Regions from separate parts of the Canis lupus genome. Here region 2 is linked to region 1. Evidence: chromatin contacts called from public Hi-C data. All regions are on one chromosome and are shown on one strand. Each heading gives the region's core, a stretch centred on a gene start, on an enhancer-like site or on the middle of the called end of the contact. The rest is flanking DNA. Distances are from core to core; before and after follow the strand shown.

Evidence for each region. Hi-C and Micro-C count contacts between places; a contact is called where the count stands out from the background.
Region 2: a contact with region 1 is called in a Hi-C map of skin fibroblasts, with 2.1 times the contacts expected there. The contact joins two enhancer-like sites. A contact is called at or near these places in 2 of 9 Hi-C or Micro-C datasets (amygdala and skin fibroblasts).

The regions. Positions count from the first base shown.
Region 1 is chr29:37,906,496-37,910,184 of UU_Cfam_GSD_1.0, forward strand. All of the region lies in intron 4 of RUNX1T1 (protein CBFA2T1), which reads right to left. Among named protein-coding and RNA genes, the nearest start is that of RUNX1T1, 23 kb to the right of the region's middle. Within about 2 kb of position 1,711, at least 9 of the 20 cell types and tissues checked have an H3K27ac peak or open chromatin away from gene starts, as enhancers often do.
Region 2 is chr29:38,975,104-38,978,792 of UU_Cfam_GSD_1.0, forward strand. No RefSeq gene overlaps it. Among named protein-coding and RNA genes, the nearest start is that of CIBAR1, 280 kb to the right of the region's middle. Within about 2 kb of position 2,113, at least 2 of the 20 cell types and tissues checked have an H3K27ac peak or open chromatin away from gene starts, as enhancers often do.

The DNA.
Region 1 (3,689 bases), core at 461-2,960:
CGCCTCCTCCCCTTTTCTTCCTGCACACATCTATTTTTTTCTTTTCCTTGCCATTTCACTCCGTGCTGAGTGTGCACGTCTGCGCAAGGCACCAGCCCCGCTTGCTGCCTCCCGTCTTCTTCTGTGACTCCCGACGCCACCTGCAAACCACAACTTTCTCCATTCACTTCTCCGGGTCCCCCAAGCGTTTCTCACATTCGACGCTCCCGGCTGCCAAGGCTTCATGCGGCAAGTGGCACCAATGTGACTTGCACTTCAGCAAGCTCCAGCTGGACACAACTACCAAAAAGTTGAGGCTTGATAGGAAGGTGCCCAGCGTCTGCCACCTGCAGGAGGTCCCCGGTTAAGTGTTGACTGTGGCTTATTTGTGGATCTTTTCTTTTTATTATTTTTTTTTCCTCCCCATGTGTGTGGATGTGGCAACGAGGAGCGCCCTGCAAGATAAGGCACCGGCCTGACGTGTAAATAAACACGCGCGGGCCCGGGATGCACGCAAGGCTTCCAGCAGGGCTGTCCCCGCGGGTGCCCACCAGGCCCCGGGGTGCCAGCCCCCTCGCAGGATGCCCCGGGCTGGTCCAATTATTTAAATGATCATGTACTTTTGGCCCGAGTGGTACGTAAATGCACAAAGTAGCGATGTTACCTCCGGTTAAGCGCAAGAGGGGAGGGAAGCTTGCAGCCCCGGCGCTGCCCCAACCCCTTCCCCACGAGGGCCGGTCCTTTCCTGCTTTGCGAAGACTGGACGCAGCTCCCCGGGCCGGGCTGCTGCACACCTGCAGAGGTCTCCCCGCCACCCCCTTAACATCAGCCGCACGCACATCTGTGCATCCCGAAGGGCAGATGCCCTCCAGTCTGTGGCTCAGAATCCGACGGAAGTAGCTGGAAAAACCCAATCTCCACACAGAGAGTCCCCCCCGCTTCCCCTCCCTTTGCAAGAAACCCCACGGCCAAGGCCCCCTCTGCACCCCCACCCGGCGTGCAGACATCTCACCGGCCCACACGGGGGATAGAGAGCGTGCTGGGCGTCCCCCCCGGGAGAGGACAGCCGGGTGGACTCTGGGCTCTCCCGGATGGCTGCACCTGCAAGCATCCCCAGGAATTCTTTATCCTGCACTGTCCTCAACTCGGCCACCCATCGCTGTCCAGATAGGATTCCTCGCCCCACCTCCAGCTTCATCAGGGGGTGTTGCTTTTCCCCCCAGCAAGTGTTCCAGGCCAAATTCAAATTCCCAGGCCCCAAGGGGGGGGGGAGAACAACAACAACAAAAAACCAAACACCCCCCAAACTTAAAAGTGCTATCACCTTGGCTTAAAGATGGGCTGTTCCCCCAGATGGATTAAGATGCTGAAACTGCCTCACCCAAACCACCTGTGCACCACCAGATCCACACTGAGCTCCTAGGGAGCCTGATCTCAGACACCAGATAACCAGCCCCAGGAGAAGAAGGACCCATGGGCTCGGAGCAGCTCCCCACGGGTTAAGAGCTGCTGCCGGTCACAATGTTTCAGAGCCAGGCCAGGGTGTAAAATGAAAGAGCCCGATTTTGAAATTCATCCAAAAAATAAAAATAAAATTAAAATAAAAATTAAGCGTATCTGTCGGGGTAGTCCAGGAGGAGAAAGCAGGGCCACGGCACTGGCAGGAACCTCAAATTCCTGACCAAACCCTCTTGCACACAATGCCTCCAGAAAGAAAGGAACCCAGGGCGGGAGCCAGCCTGACGCTGGCGGACAGACAGGGCTGGCCTTGCAGGATGTCAGAGCGCCAGGCGGCTGCAAGAGATACTGGGTTTTCACACACTCCCAGCCTGACTGTTTTGCTCTTCAGGTAATTAAACAAGGAAGCAGGGCTCTGGGTCTGAGCCTGACCCTGAAGCTGTGGCTCCGTGGTTCTGCATATCAACTTCCGCAAGAACTGCCCGGGGCATCAACAGAACATTCTCTGCTCTCTCTCTCTTCTCTCTCTCTCTCTCTCTCTGTTTCCTTCTCCACCTCTTCCTAAAGCTGACCCAGAAACAAATCCTCCCTACAAAAACATCCACAGCAAGGTCTGAGTCTATTTGTCACAAAAAAGAAAAAAAGAAAAAAAAAAAAAAAAACCCTCTGTGCTGTGGCTGTTCCCTGTCACTAACCCCTGGATTTTAAAAAGAAAACAATAAAAATGAACCTCATGCAGGAACTTTGTAAAAATTCAATGTCACAATCTATGCAGAACACTGGTGCCTTGATTTAAGAGGGGGTTATTCAAAGGAAACAACATCCAAATAATAATCCTGGTTTTCTTTTGCACGCGTGCTGGAATAAAGTGTAAATCTGCAAATCAAAAAAAATTTTAAAAAGCTCCCCAAGACATGGTTTTGATAGTTCAGTTCACAGATGAAACATGTGCTGTGTGTTGTACAATTAATATATTGTCATTTTCAGTTTTTGATAATAGGTCTCATGGCACGTAAATACCACCTATGATCTGGTTTGGGAGGTTTCTTCGAAAAACCTCATTTAAACAAAACTGTATTATTTGTATACAAAGAAAGAAAGTCACCAGCAAAACTCAGGAATATATATATATATATATATATATATATAAAACACACGCACACAATATCCCTCAGAAGAAATGAAAGTGGGACACTTATACACGCACATACGCACACACATTAAGCAATGATTAGAATCACATAAATAATATATTCTTCCTTCATCTCAAAATCCATAGAGTAAAATATTGGCTGAAAGAGACAGAGACCAAAGGAGAGAGGGATACAAAAGCATGCCTGCTTGTCTGTGTTCAACACAAAGAACATTAAATGAAAACAACTGGCATGCTGCCAAATTCCTATAGAGGCAAAGAGATTCAAATAAATTGATTTCACGCATCACACTGACCTGGGATCAGTGTGCAGTGCTACAATAAGCTCAAAGCTCCATGTGGGGTAAAGCCCATTAATGCTATCAGACCCCTCGAACATGACCAAGAAAAACTAAAAATAAATGCAGACGCTCTCCAAAACCAGCAATTTTGCTTGGGAAAATAACTTTCCTCTTCTCCTAATAAAGACGGCCAATACCTAAGGGGTCAGAGCACCATTCACATTCAGTTTTTTGTTTTTGTTTTTTAAATCGCCCTGTTTAAAAATACAAATGTGGCTACTGAGACCCATATCCCATGTATGACCCATGTATAAATCGGGACTACGTAATTATGACACCCCAGACGGGCACACAGACACACACCACCCTGCAACAGAAGTTTCTTCCGTTTCCGTCCTCATTGTGTTGGTCCATGCTATTCCCCTTGTATCTTTTAGACCAGCCAATGGATCTTTTTGAAAAATTATTATTATTTTCAAGTATGACAGCTACTGGACCCTTCTCAGTGTTTTCCTTCACTAAGAGCAAGCACTTCTCCAGCTGTCCTAAAGCCGCCCACCCCTCAACAAAGGCAAGCCCTACAGGAGAGCAGCTCTAAACCACATTCTAGAGGACCAAGCGTCATACTTGTTTGGGGTATGCTTCAAATCCCTGGGGTGGGGGGGGGGCACACACACGTGCACACACACACACACACACACACACACAGCACGTTGCCTTGACCAGCTTCCACCTACGCTGGTGGCTGTCCCCTGGGCATCATCCCCACCCCCACCCCACCCCCCAGAAGCAGATCTGTCTCCGGGTGACCCCGGCCC
Region 2 (3,689 bases), core at 863-3,362, 1.1 Mb after region 1:
CACCAGCTTCTGTAAGCTGAGAACGACTTTTCCCAGAATCTCTCCATGATTCCGGGCCAGGGTTGGCCAAAGTAGGAACTGAAAGAGAAGAAGCCTGGGGTTAGGAAGTGTGTCTACACAGCTCGGTCCCTTCCTCCTTCTCTTGGGAGTGACGCTGCCCACCCAGAGCACACATCCCACTTCTCACACAGGGTGGATCTCCACCGTGGCCTACACCACAGCCTGTAGTGGGGTGCGGATGTCCTCCCAAGTCTACATTATAAGACCCACCTGCCACATTCTCCCACCTTGTCAGAGTAAAGATGGCATCTGGGGCTTCATCTGTCCGGTTTCTACTTCTCAACTGGTTCAGAACTAAGGTGGAGAAGAGAAGTGTTCATTGCTAGGCTCCCCCAAGCCCTAGAATTCCTCAAGGAGACCTTGTAAGAAAGCTTCCCGCCAGATCTTGAAGGATGTCATGGGACTAGAAGTGAAAGAGAACCAAGGAGGCAGGCACAGGAAACCATGTGAGCAAGAAAGAATGTCGTGTGGGCAAGAAAGGGAAGATTCATGGGGGGAATGAAACTAAATTTTCTAAGCAAATGAGACATAATGAGGGAGGCAGTTTGAAAAGACACAGGACAGTGGGGTAGCTGATGAAGGCCTTGAAGACGAACTTTAAAATTTTCATAATAAAAGTAAAATTTTTTTTCATAATACTTCCCTTGATTTTGCACCAATGATTCAGCTTCTCCCAATATTAAATCTTCTGATCAGCTTCACCCCTAATTTAGTGAGATACACAATCGCTCCTCTCTAGATCTCTTTTACAGCTAATATAGGTTTCCTAATATCCTAATCAGAGAAATGACCTGCCAAGAGGAAGAGTGTCCGAAGCTTTCCCACTGTCCGTCCCTCCAGCACCCTTAACTGTCTCCAGCTTTACTCAGCAATATATTTTGCAGTCTCGCAGACATTACTAATCCTTTCAGGAGTAGAACCCCTCTTCTATGCCTTAGATAGGATTTCAGGGTGCTTTCCTAGAAAGACCAGGAGAAAGAGGGATGGGATGGCTAACATTTTACCCTGGCTCCGAATCTGTCAGGAATTCAAGCGAAGAATTGCATCTCCGTGTCTGAGCTCATCCATGTGTTATGAATCACACTGTTGGAAAATGCACCCATATTTCCCTTTGGTCCCTTATCTATCCTCGCCCACCCCCTCTCCACATTTCAAATTCATTTTTGTTTCTGTTCCAGGACTAATGAGACTGTGATCAATGCATCTCTAGCTGACCCTGCCTTCAAGTCTTCAATCATAACTTCTCTGTCTAATCCACTCCCCTCTCCTCTTTGTCAACTGATGGATTTATTTAGTTAAGAAAACTAAAAATACAATCATGCCTCCACTCCACAAACAGGCCTCCGGTTTGATGGTCTTCATTTTATGAAATCCAACCAACCGCAGATCCTAACGCTGTCCTTATGGTGTCTGTCTCTGGGATGATAATATTTTCTGCTTTTGTGAAAATGTTTTAAGGTCTGCTTCTTTCACGAATGGGGTGTTCGGCAGGGTCACTTTCCTGAGGCCAAGGTTCGAAGATTATACCCAGAAAGTTCTATCCCTAAGCAGTTTTTTTTTTTTTTTCATATGAGCTTAGTGCTCACGATCCTTGCTTTATGAAAATGGGACTCCGTGTGAGGTCCGCCCCCACCCAGGGGTGCTGGGAAGAGCCGGGCAGTGCAGAAACCCACTGCCCACTGCCCACCGATGAGCCTGAGGGGCCCAGCAGGGAGGGGTGCCATGACTGCAAACTTCAGAGGACCCTGCGGGCTGCCCTCCCTACTTCCAAAGTTGTGCCAGCTTCACATCCAACCCCAACAGTCCTTTGTGTTTGCACATGATCTGATGATTTGGACAAAATGCTTTTTATATCTAGCATCTCACTTGTTTCTTCCAACATTCCTAAAGGTAACCCTTTTCCTTCTGTCCTTCTGGAGATGGAGAGCCTGAGCTTCTGACAGTGACATTACTCACTGGAATCCACGACCACATCGTGCTGGTTCCAGGCCCCCTCGTGCTCCTTCAGGTGTGAGTCCCTCACCCTCCTGACCTCTGCTCCAACCCCTGTCTCTATCCCAGTGGGCACCTGCACTCGGAGCCCCCAAATGCCACCTCTGCACCCCCAGCCTTCCTCTCTGGCTACAACCACCTCTGTGCTCCATCCTCCGCAGGCCAGAGAGCTTCTTATTACACCGTGCCATGCTCCAGACCATGTGCCATGAAGGCATCACAGGTTCGGAATGCTTCCAAGGGAAACGTAGGGGATCCTAAACCCCTCCAAAGACCTGACCTGGAAATAAGCCTTGGAAATAAGCCCATGCCTTGGCTTGATCCCTACAGTTGGCCAAACTGGAATAATGAAAGGTCATGGCTGATGAAAAGGAAGGGGAGAGAAGTGGCATATAATCGCCTCTCTCTGCCTACTTGGTCTTTGTCTGCTGTTAAAAACAAAAACCATGTGGCTTTTTTTTTTTTCTTTTTTAATCTTTTCTTCCCTTCAGGGATAGAGAAATTTGTTTTAACTCCATTTCACCTAATTAAGGGGACACCCTGTCATTTCTCCCACCCCTTATGGTCCTTGCCTAAGTCCTTTCTTCTTTACAGTAACTGACCCCCATGCGCCTCCAGTAGCCATCACCAAGATGATCCCAGATCCTTTGGGCTGTTGGCCTTCCCAGGTGACCTTGCTTCAAGTCTACTTGCCAGGGCCGGCTCTGCAACTCTCAGAGAGAAAATGGAAGTTCCATCTTACTAATCCAATTTAAATGAAGAATTCTCCAAAGCAACAGATCTCAATGCAATCGATCTTCTTTCTCTTGTCATCTATATGCTCACTGCTTTGATAAACAGTCATTTGCATTTGGAAAGCGGAAAAAATCAAGGAAAGCATAATTGAAGGCTGATACCACTTGGGAAATCTGGTCATAGATGTGAGAATGTTAAGATGGTTCAGGGGACCCTAAAAAAAAAAAAAATGTGCGGCTAGCACGCTGTATATTTTATCTGCGGATTCCCGGACAAGCTTCATGAGAGAAAACACTCTGGGGTCACAAGTATGTATATTTTCTCCAAGAATGAAATGCATCTTCCATCTGAGGGTACTTTTTAGGAACAAAGCACTTGGAGAAATGGCTGTCTCGTAGCTGCTTTAATACTCAACCAGGAAGATAATCAAAATTTAATGACAAAACGCTGGATTCAGAACAATGGGGACAATGAGGTTCTTTACTCTTGCAATAATCCGTATTGCATTGTGTTAATGCGACTGCAATTATCCAGAGTTTGGGATGATCTCGTCCCATTTTCAAAAATCACCGGTAGCACATATTACATGCAAATAATGCTTGGTATCATCCTAATACTTTCACGTCTTCCTTAGTTTTATTGCCCTTGAGGTGATCAGAAAAGGGTGTTATTTTTGCAAGTGAGGAAGCTGAGGGAGAGCAATCTCCTGCCAGGGTTGACACAGCCGCTTCGTGACAGCTGTAGGTTGGAACCCAAGTCTGTTGAACACCCATCCAGAACACCCTGTGTCGCATGAGCCCAGTCACATTAGTCCCATACCAGGTCTTGAGCTTCCAGGCATTCCTGGAACCCATGAAAATTGTATTTTTGATTGAGAGCCTACTGATGAATGGTGCTCCTCG